Regions from separate parts of the Hordeum vulgare genome. Here region 1 is linked to region 2. A link is a contact called in public Hi-C data. All regions are on one chromosome and are shown on one strand. The core of a region is the stretch at or near the end of the contact, and the rest is flanking DNA. Distances in the headings are between cores, read along the strand shown.

Region 1 (6,508 bases), core at 2,284-4,783, 360 kb before region 2:
TTTTTTTCCGTTGCTTCCTGTTATTATTAATGAATGCCAGCGATGCTGGATTTAAAAAAAAAGTTTGGCTGGCATGGCGATGTTCAGGCCCTCTGATACTGAGTTCCAGAGAACGTTGTGTCTTTACTTGCTTGGGGACGCGCTATGGTTGATTGCTAAGAAAAAGCGAGGAAACCACGGCTCTGGAATCGCAAGGCGTGAAACACAAATACATGCTCAGCTATTATTATATACTACTAGATGAGATTGGAATCTTTCTTTGGTTCTGGCAGGTCCAAAAATAGCTGATGCAGAAACAAAGCTAGCATGCTGACACAGTGATGCAGAAACAAAGCTGATCTAATATGCTCACATGGAACGGATGCAGAAAGAAATCATGTTCTCTCTGCCCCAAAAAGATACTTGATCAAGTGTTCTCACTAGTGATGGTTATTTCTATCTACAACTGAAACATTGATCAGTGTGATGCACATTTTTGTAACACACAACTGCAGTGTGATGCACATTTTTGTGACGCGCAATAGCAGATGCTTTGCTTTAATATGATCCGGGTTTTCAATTCAGAAATGGCTAGTGCTTGTACTTGTAGGACAAACCAAGATCTTCTGACAGGACTCACCTTACATCTTTCAGATTTGTTTTTGTCAGCCCCAATTTCTCTTAATGTGTCCTAATCAAAGATATCTTATATGTCTGGTAGTGTGACTGTACCCCGATCCCACCCGAAATCGAACCCCATCTTCGACGTGTGTGTGTGTCTTCACAACGTGTGCCTTTTCGCAAGATGGATTCCCTTTCTATTGTAGGCGTCACACCGAGTGATAGCGAGGCGCCAATAATAACTTCATCTTTGTTTAAGTTCCACAACCCCGGTAGATGTTTCTCAAGTGGTTTGTGTACATGTCTACGTTGCAGTCCCTGTTTCTAGAAAAATAGCCGTAGAAAATTGTGAAGAATTCACTGGCCTTGTTTAAAAGCTTAATCTTCTTTTTTCTAGGAAACATTTTTTGTGTTCAATTTGACAAACTCTGTGGCGACTTTACATGGCTGATCTTAATTGGACTCCAACTTCGAGCACCATTTTTGTGATAGAGACCTTTGATTAAAACAAGAAAGACGGCCTAAAGGTGTGTCTAAATATGATGAGATGACAAATGTAAGTGAAGTGAGATTACTATTCAAAAAAAAAATGTTGCTCTTCGCCTACAGCTGTTAGAATTTGAAACTGAAAATTCGGATAAAATGCCATATTACCCGCTTAAACCATGGGTTAGATTACAACTAATGCATCGCTAAAAAGACATCGAGCCACTTTTGGATGACGAACTAGTTGAGCATGTTGCTGCTACAAAGGCCAAAAGATAGTCAGAATATAAAACAGTTTGCTTGCCACTACTAATTATAATTGGGGGTGGCTAATTAACAACTCTATGATTACTTATTGGTCTCTGCACCTACCGTGTAAACTAATGAGAGTTTGCATCACGACATTAACGTTCAGATTTCAGAAATGCTTGCACAGACCACAGAGGCTCTCAACTTTGACCAGATGTAGTTTTCAGCTGAGAGGTTACGAGACGCACTAGCCTCAACTACTGTTTGTTTCTCTTATGTTGTTTTCATACGTAGAAGTACTGTCTGTGGTTTCATAAATTTTTGGATCCATCGTCCATGGTTCTCCAGAGTGACTGAAAGGTTTGCATTTCTGAATCCTGAACAATGTTATAGATATCTAGCGATAGCTGCACTACAGCTTGGTTGTAGTTTTTTCTGGACCCACATCGCTGAGCGACGGTCAAATGCTCCGTCGTAGTAGTGAATGCCCCGTTATAGTTTCAAAACTCTCTGTTACTTGTCTTACATTACATTATACTAGTTTCTTTTTTGCGGTTGTCTTACATTATAGCTAACGATAGCTCTGCTCTTTGGTATAGCTACTTTTGCAAAACAGCATGCAACACAACACTTATCTTGAATGGTCATGTCTATGCACATCTAATAATTCTCTGTTTCGGTATTAAATTGTGATTAGTAATGGCTAGCAATAGCTTTCAAGAACCTGGCCACGCCCTCGCTATGAATCTGTGAGAACCGCGACATAAAACCTTAAGCGGGGACGGAAATTTCAAGTATGAAACATGAAATTAGCGCCGTTCTTTCCAAAGCTTTTAGGCTCTAGCGGTGTCGTTCAGGAGCCAGACGGTAACATGGGGTACGTACGATGTTCCAGATCAGCTCTAAAAATCGTGGCCAAAGTATATGCAAGCTTAATCTCGAGCAAAGAATGCAGCAAGGAAGCAAGCCCAAGTTAAGGTAGCAGCAGCCACACATGATTGTCAATGCAAGTTGATGAGGTAACCGTGGAATTCCTAGGCTGCTCCCGCGGCCACGACCAATCATCCACCTTTTCTCACACCATCACGCAACTAACACAAGACAAAGTCAACCATTTGGTTGGCAAATGGTACTCCTAGTTAATTAGCAGCTAACCACCGCTGCTGATGGCACCGCCCATCGTGCTAACGTTATCACCATTTGATTCCCGATGGCCTACTCATCCGTGCCACGACAAAAAGCAACTTTATCGCGGTCGCCCGGGGTGATTAGCTAACATTATCGTGTGTTAGGGAGGCCACAAGAAGTAATGCAACCAGGGGATTATTCCTAAGTATATGCCTCGGGTTTATTCTTAGGGCATATACCTCTACTTTTGTAATGTTTTGTGTGGATGAGACAGAAGATAGGGCCAGTGCTCGTGTTGGCAAGCCGGAAGAGGGTGTCTGATCTGTCGGTCTTGTTGTCTCTCCGTGAGTTTGGGAGCCGGGGCCGGAATTGGAATAGAAGGTTGGGGAGAAGAGGGTCTCAGGAGGCCAAATTAGGGATGGGAATATATGTTCTTGTCCTTCAAATAGATTGGGGATTTGTATCATGGTCTTTGATTTCCGAAGATATAAAGGGAATCGACGGAACGATGTAAGAGCGACAGTTTGTATGTAAAGAATTAGCAAAGGATGGATTCATTTCATTCGTAAATCATTACCAATGAAACCCTGAAAAAATTGCCACGCTGGCGTCGCTAGAATTGCCATCGAAAACGTTCGATTTGTCATGGTCACAAACGTTCAGGATCTATCATTTCCGATTTTGTTAGCAGATGGCACATGCATGTTGCAGTGTAGCACAAATGCCCAATACGTATTTACAGTTACAGCTAATAAGGAATGGGCTCGGCAGATTTCACCTATATATGTCCATATGTAGCACTGCCATAGTTAGCCAGCTTTACCCTAGCAATTCAGTCAATCCTGCTTAACCTTGAGAGCAGGCATGGGCTTATTTAAGATTGTTCTTCCCAATAGCTTGTCGCAAGATGACGTCCACAAGCTGCCGCCGGAAAAGCACTATCATACCCGGCGTCAACATCAGAACCATTTTAGTTCCCCGAGCTTCTTCCCGGGCTTAGTCAGCCAGAGTAAGGGCCAAGAGCACGGTGCCTTTCTCTATTGCCACCACCCCGGGCCCCAAACAAAATTTCGTTTCGTGACCGAAGCAAACGGGGTCGCCATCACCCCTGAGGCCATGATTAGCGCCGCAACAGACACCGTAGCACTTTTCGGGAGCGGAGACCCGATCTCACCATTAGCCGCTCACCTCACCGGAGCTCGAGCCCGGTCGCTCTCGCCGGCCGGCGCGCCAATCGCCGGGTCGCGCCGTACGTAACTAGGCTCTTGCGTGCGTACGATCCGGTAAAAACTCGGTATCTAGAGTATATGGTAGTATTACTCGTGAAGACGTCTCGGTCGCCGTCCGTCCGGAGTACTATACGGACGGCGATGGCTCCGGCCGGAGCTAGCTTAGGCTTAGCTAGCGTTGCCGTTTTAACTAATGGCGGACACCCAGCGTACGTACGTGCCTCGGAGCTTGGACGAGGCCAATGGATCTCCGCGGAGCCGTGCATGGAGCCACATGTCGATCGGCAAGGGAGTTTGACAAGGTTTGGGATTAGAAAAATGGAGGTGATGGCTTGGCTTGTAGGAGTAGATGCTACTACTGGTGGTTAACTAGGACTGCCGGCCGATGCTGGCTCTTTCCACTGATGCACAGAATTTAAGTAGTAAGTTGACCGCTGGTTTTTCTTTGCTGTTTTGACATGGAAGATTCCAAAGCAACATGGTGATGACAAGTGAAACTGTGTGTGATATTTTACATGGAGGCGTTATGCTCTAGGTAGATCTCCTCCAATGATCCGGGTGAGTTTGTCTAGTTGCTTAGATAATTGAAATAGTTTCTCAATTATTGCCTAGGTTAACAGTGGCCCATGGCTGATAAGAAAGCTGTTCATGAGCAAGTTGCTTGGGACTTCAAGATGTTAGTCTAACTTAACAAAATGCAAACACCAGCGTTTGTTTCTTCGTCCTTAGTGGTAAGCCAGAGAAATAAAATCATCAAATGTATGGACAATATGTCTATGTGCATCTTGTGACGCAGATGTCGGGGTACTCCCCTTTTCGAAATAAAAACATGTATGGACAATAGCTTGAGGAAATTCAAACTATTCCTTTGAAGAAATTCAAACCTTAATATTTCCACGCGAACAACCTACAAGAGGAATCAAACTTTAGTCTACTTAGAACGGTTGTTCTACGCTGTTCTGGTCGTAAAAGAAAAAGAAAACATTGTTCTAGTTTCCTATTCTCTCTTACTGAGTTCAGTCACCTAATTACGTTAGGATAGCCGTCTAATCGCATCCAGCAGATGAGACATCACTAGGAACAAATTAGTGCTCACTTAGTTAGAAAGCTAGCTTCACTACTGAAGTTTGTTTGGGAGAATCTTTTTGGTTAAGTTGTAGCCTACAACTCATCAGTGCACAGATGCAATCAGAACAAACAAATTAGTAGTTGTATCCAACAGTAAAGACAAGAAGAGAAAAGAAACATGGACAAGAACAAACGTAGTGTGGATTATTATTATTATTATTGCCTTAGTGATGCCAAAATAGGGCAAAACCATATGAGTGGTGATGCGGACAGATGGAATTGCTGCATAAAAAAGATCGGTTTCAGAGTGATTGGAGATGGCTAACGTAAGCAATCGATCAACTACATTGTTCTAAGTTCATTATCACAAAATTTGCTGCTCATGATTACTCAACTTAGGATTTTATTGCATTGATCTTTCGTATATATTAATAAATGGAAATACCTCAACATGCAGGATTTGAAGATTCTAGATCACCCATACTGTGGTGGCAATCACATAGCTGCGCAAGATCACGTGATAGCTCCATTTTATGACAATTTTTCGAGGGTATTTTGCTCGGGTTAACCTCCAGGGTTTCACTGGTTTTCACCTTTTCACTAACGATTATTTATTAAAATAAAAGAAAGGGAATCGTTTCTACGCGGCGCGCCGGCCGAACCGACGCGCCGGTCGTCCCTCGCGCACGCAGGCCCATGCAACATTTTTTCCACCCGCCCGCTCCGCTGGCAGATGCTTGCAGCATTTTTTCGTCACATTTATTACAACCGTGTATTTTTTGATACAAACGTTTTCCATGCAACTTTTTTTCTCGTGTAAATTTGTTACATTTGTTCAGTAAAAGCTGCATATACGTTTGGTTGCAACTCCAGTTCGTCGGATTTTTCGTTACAATCGATGTTTTTTACTTTTGCTACAACCGTGTTAGTTTTTTGTTACAACCGGCATCATGTTTTGTTGCAACCGTTCACTAAAAAAATTGCATACACGTCACGTAAATATTTGCTACAACCGGCGTTTGACTTTTGCTACCACGCACCCTCAGCTTCGTTTTTTTACTACGATCACCTAGATATTTTTTTTGCTACAATTTTTGTTTTTGTTGCAACCGTTGAAAAAATTATTGCATCGCATCGAAATTTTGCTGCATAGGGAGGAAAAATGTTGCATGCGGATCCAACAGTGCGGACGACGCGGGGTTGGTGGATCCTGCGGCTCGCGCGTGGCCGGCCGAAAGTTTAGGCCGGCGCAGATCACTCCCCTAAAAGAAATATGTTTTCCTTGCAACTTGGGAATTGAAAAGATCATCATCCACACACCTGGAGCAAAACACGCCCTCGGGGTACAACCCCCCCCCCCCCCCCACCCCACAGCGCGACACCCGCGTCTATACAAGCAAGTTTCATGTTGATGCCGCATGGAGAGGAAGAACAGAACAACCACATCCCACGATGAGAGTACAAAGAAGACATATAATGGATAATTTCTTCACTTAGATCCGTCCTCTATTCCACTCTACAGCACAAATGTAGAGAGACATTCGAACTCTATATGTACTTTTATCTAGATATTCAAATAGGTTTAATCATTCATCTTATTGTGACAAGCTACGAGGTTATTGAGATGCTTTCCCTTTGCAAAATCTTTATGCCTGGTTATTATGATATTATCCTTCTCTCATGTGCAATACACGCATCGGCCCCCATCTCCGCCCCCTCCCCGCGTCGTCACCGACCAACCCTCCCGC
Region 2 (6,406 bases), core at 3,645-6,144:
ATAGTAATTACTTTATTATTGTCTCTGGGGCATGTTTCTAACAGTGATGTGCACGAAACTCATTGTGGGAAGCAAAATTTTGGCCACCACATTCTTCACCGCTGAGGTGCATGGTAACTATAATGTTATAGTCGGTCGCGAATGGGTTCATGCCAATCAATGTGTGCCATCTACGATGCATCAATTATTAATACAATGGGTCGATGATGAAGTAGAAGTCATTCACGCAGATAATTCAACTTGTGGTTCTTTAGCGATGCATCGGTCGATTGGAATCACCCCGATGTTACTTTCTTAACATGGCATGAACTCTCGAAGTTTAATTACCTTAGTTTTAAAAGGAACGACTTATTGTCCATCTCTTTAAAGCAGGTTGGTGGTAATCGCCTCCTAGGTATGATTCAAAACAAAAATGCAATGGCCGGTATAGTATTATCGACCTAAGAATAAGCATGTCCGCTACATAATTATCGCCCTTAGCACCTACAAATGGTCGGGAGAGTGTCGACAGTGTCCTTAAATCAAGCACTAATGCAAGTTATTTTTTGGCACACAAATTTTACCGAAAAACAGGACATGTGTTGACATCAAATTTTGGTATGGAAGAATACATTATTAAGATGGCATCAAACGAATAAGTGACATACATGAAGAAGTTATGTATTATCAACATGAACATCTTTGAAGTTTGTATCATCACCATACGATCTCATTTTGATGGATGACGTTGTGCTCAAATACTAAGATTTTGTATCCAGAGTACTGTTTGACCGGTTACACCTCCAAAACAGCCTCGGGCGAGAATATCGTCTACAAGGTTTGTCTTCGTCTCATCAAAACGGTTGATTTTAATATAAAAATTGTCTTAATCCATGGTTGTATGCAAAAGTTAAAGCCCGTGGAGTGTGATCCTACCGTAATTAAAAAGTGATGCCCGACACAAGAAGACACCCATATGACTATGTTTGATGGGTAGCGTGAATTATTGACTATTTTGTGCGCGAGATTCTGCCCTCAAGATGGCTTTAAATGGAAAAATGTTCAGCACAAAAGTTGTTCGTCTCGTCGAAACGGTTAAAATTGCTTTTGGTATTTCTCAATCTAGGCCGTGTATTTTCTCAAAAATAAACCCACAAGGTACAATAAACTTTTAACCCGAACAATTTTGAAAATTCCGGGTCAAACATTCGAGTTAGACCAAAACTAGGGTTTTGAATGTAAATCCAAACCCTTTTCTTGCATGAAAAATCTAGCCATTTTTATATACATAAGAAGTGATCGCTAATTGAAACAATAACACACATTCAAAATTCATCTATTACTTTTTATTCTAGTTTTTACATCTTTCTATTTTTCTTGTTTTCTTGTTCTTCATTCGTTCTCTATGTTGAAACGCAGTGATCCTTGAGGCTGTAGGGGCAAGCGAATCGACCTACGGCAACCCATAGACACCGCGCGTTCAGACGGATTCCCTCCTAGGCATGTGGATTTTCAGGTCCTCAAAAGCTCTCATGTGTACCTCGCTTCCGGGGAGACTCCTTCAACATGAGCTCCGGTGCATCACCCCGACATCGAGAATACACGTGATGTGTTTGCGTGCGAACACACTTGACTTGGCATATGCCGATAATAAGACATACTTATGACATATGCGTTCTAGCTTGACTTTTTTTTGCAAGATAATACATGTCTCATTGATATCATAAAGATCAAATTACAAATCATGTAAAGTCAGACATGACAAAACTGAAAATATAGAAGAACATCATTGAGTTTGACATCAACGTCTGTCACCTTCCTTCGGCACCACCACAACAGCCACCAAAAAAACTGACGAATCACCTCCTTACCCGAGCTCGACGTGGCTCCATCGCTGATATGCAGCTTTACATACCTCCAAGGTGGATCACCAAAGATGAAGACATTATCGTTGAACGAATCAGGCCAAGGGAACACCACAAACACGTCTTCGAACTGCAGATCAGACACCCCACCACGACTAAGACGTCGATGGAGGAAACCATACATGTCATCCATCAACTGTGAACCCAACACACGTTTAGTCTTCTAGATGTAGTCGATCTATACCACTATCTGCATCCGCTTCTCGACTACCTCCCAAGCTCCACGCTGATGCTGGAGCACACTTCGTTGCAACCATGGAGCCTAAGGACACAAGTCCACCACTTAAACAAACGACAGAGCCACGATATCCCCGCTTGAACAGAATGGTTCCCAAATCCATGACCATAGAGACCATCGCCTAGCCGAAGAAAAAATCGAAGCTTCTTTATTCAGCATCACTATCACCGCCGCCGAAGCAAAGACTTCCGACGATCCAAAACCTAAGCCTAAAGTATAAAAACTATCCGCATGTGCGGGATCCAACGACCCCCTCACGGCCGACGACCAAAATATCGTCGATAGAGGAGAGCCGTCAAAAAATGGCGCCAGAAGATTGGTTCTCTTGGTTGCGGCGGCTAGGGTTTCTGGTCCGGCCCGCCCCGCCCTGCGGAAACCTTTCAACTAGTGTAATGTTTTCGGAAATAGTAACGCCCATACGTGTGGCATGAGGCAGCATGGTCCACGCGCGTCCATAACCATCCAATTTGTCACATCAAATATATGACATCAGCATAATCTTTTTGGTTTTTGGACTTAAAAATGTTTTATCTCTTAAAAATCCGTTTTTATCATTAAATCTGTCTCGATGAGATCTTCAAAACTAGATCCCATATTGATATGTTTCGACAACCTTTTTTAGGCCATAAGTTGCCACATGTTTACACAGAAGTTGCCACGACATATTTCATCTAATTTTTTTTCTAGATTTAAAGCTAACATTGTATTTCAACTACTTTTCATGGCAATTTTTATTAATTGGCCATGGAAATTTTGGTAATTAACCATGGAAATGTAATTCATGGATCATGGCAGTTTTTAGTAATTCATCATGGCAAATTGACTTATAGATCATGCCAAATTTCATTATTTTTGCCATGACAATTTAAGTATTTTGAACATGATTTTTTTTGTATGAACCTTGCCAAATTTTAGTGCATGTATCATGGCAAATTTAAGTAATTCACCGTGAAAATTTTAGTTTATGGTTCATGGCAAATTTGAGCCACTAACCACGCATTTTTAAAGTAATTAAAGACATATATCTCTTTTACTTGTGAACCAAGTCAAAACTATTTCGTGGATCATGGAAAAACTTAGTAATTCATCATGACAAGTTTCATTTGTTAATTTTCTTTTTATAACATGTCAAAGTTTACTTTAAAGTTTAAAGTTAGAAGAAAAAATAGTTGAAATATATCATGACAATTTTAGTGTAATTATGATGACAATTTATTTGCAATGGACATGGCAACTTTTAACCAAAAAAGTCATCGAAACATATCAATATGAGATCTAGTTTCGAAGATCTCATCGCGACGGATTTAATAATGAATACATTTTTTAATTGGATTTTTTATTTAAAAGACAAAACATTTTAGAAATTGAAAAAACAAAAGATTTCAGATGGCATCATTAGTTTCCAAACCTAGTCCTGAGATTTCGGAGGGCCAGGGCAAAACTCGGACATAGGCCCTATAATATAATTAGTAAAACAATCAATATATATCTGTATAGAATGTATAATTAAGTAACGCATACAAAATTATATCAATGCCACGTAACTTATATATTATTTTAATACAAAATCTAACATTCTTAGATGCAAAGTCACTAATAATGTTGTTATCCATGGGAAGAGAATAAAAGACATACTTTATGTAAAATTTGGCGGTCACAATGATCGATGTACTGTACTTTTGGTACGGTGAAACACATAGCAAAGAGAATTCCATGACATACAATCTGTCATCGTTTTTTCACATGAAATCATCTTCCAAAATTATATGAATTAGTATATACTCCCTCCGTTCCTAAATACTCCCTCCATCCCAAAAATTTTGTCTTAGATTTATCTAGATATGAATGTATATAGCCACATTTTAGTATTTTAATACATTTTTTTCTAGACAAACCTAAGACAAGAATTTTGGGACGGAGGGAGTATAAGACATTTTAGAGATTGCACTATAAACTACATACGGATGTATATAGACATATTTTAGAGTGTACATTCACTCATTTTGTTTCGTATGAAGTCTTCTAGTGAAATCTCTAAAAGGTCTTATATTTTGAAACGGAGGGAGTATATCTTATTAGGATAAGTGAATCACTAACTCCATCTTTAGGGCAGCCCCTCCCCCTTAAGGCCTCGTTTGGTTAAGGGGGATTGGGGAGGTTTTGAGAGGGAGGGATTTTACGGGATTTGGTGAATCCCTTTGTTTCACCCAATCCTCTCAAATCCCCGGGGCTTTGCTTCCACTAGTCTTCCGATGAGGGTTTTGAAACACATGGATAGAAAGGGATTGAAGGGGAACGGAGGGGATTGGGCTAAGCAAACCCCTCCTACCAAATGGACGCCCGAGGATCTGTGGGGTTTCTGACCCTCCCGGGGATTTTCCTCTCAAAACCTCCCCAATCCCCCTTAACCAAACGAGGCTTAAGGTCGGTCTTGCAAATTTCATCACTTATGCATGCATACGACGGATGCAATTTGTAATCATTGATAGTGTAGGCTGTTGTTACTCCTACTACACGTGTGTACGCGTGCGCCCGCTCAGTTCTAGCTTGACTCTAATCGGTATTTTGTGTGGTTGCTAATTGCCAAACAGCCAATTATCACCGTCATGATGGACGGACCCACTGAGAGTCCGAAATACTGCATTCTGACAGCAATCAAACCACGTGAGGCATGATCACAGTATCCACGCTGGCGATGCACGCAGACGACGCCGCGGCAGCAGGCATATTTTCCTCTCCGTCGATTGCACGCAGGTGGCGCCTGCGATGCACGTAGACGACGACGCCGTGCCAGTGTACCGCGGGCGGCATATTCTCTCTCTCTCCGTCGATCGGACACCGCAACTTCCCGTCGCGTGTCCGTGTCGGATCTTTTCCCCCTCGAGACGGTGGGGTCCGTCCCGCCCGCTGCGCGCGGCGGCAGCATCTCGCCACCCAATCCGCACCCAAATCTCAGCGTCGGCGCCCCTCGAAAAAGCAGCCGCCGCACGCCACTTCGCGTCTCGGCCAGCCGCCGCCGGTGCGGGAGAGCAAGGGTCAAACGCGGGTCTCAGCTCAGCTCAGCTCGAGGCCTTCGCTCGAACCCCCGCTCCCCGGCTGCTCCCCCTACCATGCGCGTCTCCGACCGCGACGACCTCCCGAGTACCGCGCCCAGCTCCCAGCTCACGTCCCCAGATGGCGAGCCGCGACAAGGCCGGCTGCCCCGCGGCCGCGGCCACGCTACCCCTCGACCGCCTCCTGGCCTCGCTCGCCGCCAACGCGGAGCAGCTCGGGAAGAGGTGGGAGATCGCCGTCCGCGACCGGAGGGCCAGAGCGGCCGAGCGGAGGTTGGAGGCGGATACGGCGCCGCCGGTGCAGCTGCACACGCCGCTCTTCTACGCCACCTGCGCCCTCGGCGGGGTCCTCAGCACCGGCCTCACCCACCTCGCAGTCACGCCGCTCGACCTCGTCAAGTGCAATATGCAGGTCTCCCATGCTGCTCCTGTCCGAGCTTCCTGCCCCCCTGATAATGTCTAACGGGAGTTGCTCTTCGCAGGTTGACCCCAGCAAGTATAGGGACATCTCGTCTGGCTTCGGTGTGCTGCTCCAAGAGCAGGGTCTCGGTGGGTTCTTCAAAGGCTGGATGGCCACGCTGGTTGGGTATAGTAGCCAGGGAGCCTGCAAGTTTGGTTTCTACGAGTACTTCAAGAAGTGCTACTCGGACATTGCTGGCCCCGAGAATGCCGACAGGTTGAAGACCGTCATTTACCTCGCTGCATCGGCGTCGGCTGAGGTAATTGCAGATTTAGCTCTCTGCCCCATGGAAGCCGTCAAGGTTCGAATCCAGACGCAGCCGGGATTCGCTCGATGCCTAACCGATGGGCTTCCAAAGCTTGTCCGGTCCGAAGGTGCCTTTGGGTATAGACACTGCATGTCCTGTATTAATTTTGTTGCGATTAGTTCTGCTCAAGACACCGCAGATCACTTTAACGCCATGTGTTCATTTCAGGCTTTACAAGGGGATAGTTCCTCTTTGGGGCCGCCAAATTCCTTGTGAGTCGATTTCATTACAAGCTATATTTTGCCTATTGTGTTTGCCTGCCGATGGTTGAATAGCACATGGCCAAATAATAGTAGTAGCACTGAACATCCAAACGATTTTAGAGATTCTTTGGAGTGTTAAAGGCTAGAAATTTCATGGGGGCATAGAGTTGGGGCTGACATGATTCCAGGATGCCCATGAAACTGAGTTAGCCATTTATGACTGCTGCTTTTTATAGACTAC

The links. Hi-C and Micro-C count contacts between places; a contact is called where the count stands out from the background.
Region 1: a contact with region 2 is called in a Hi-C map of leaf, with 4 times the contacts expected there. The contact joins the enhancer-like site here to the promoter of LOC123449089 in region 2. A contact is called at or near these places in 2 of 6 Hi-C or Micro-C datasets (leaf and seedling) and 1 of 1 datasets of contacts at active chromatin or transcription factors (embryo).

Annotation. Positions count from the first base shown.
Region 1 is chr4H:488,558,251-488,564,758 of MorexV3_pseudomolecules_assembly, reverse strand. No RefSeq gene overlaps it. Among protein-coding and RNA genes, the nearest start is that of LOC123446671, 15 kb to the right of the region's middle. Within about 2 kb of position 3,533, at least 1 of the 3 cell types and tissues checked has open chromatin away from gene starts, as enhancers often do. A contact at or near this core is called in leaf, where this site is marked.
Region 2 is chr4H:488,196,994-488,203,399 of MorexV3_pseudomolecules_assembly, reverse strand. LOC123449089 (mitochondrial phosphate carrier protein 3, mitochondrial-like) reads left to right here and starts at 4,894. Exons shown (of 6, transcript XM_045126175.1): 1 at 4,894-5,607; 2 at 5,678-6,039; 3 at 6,131-6,174. The coding sequence starts at 4,909.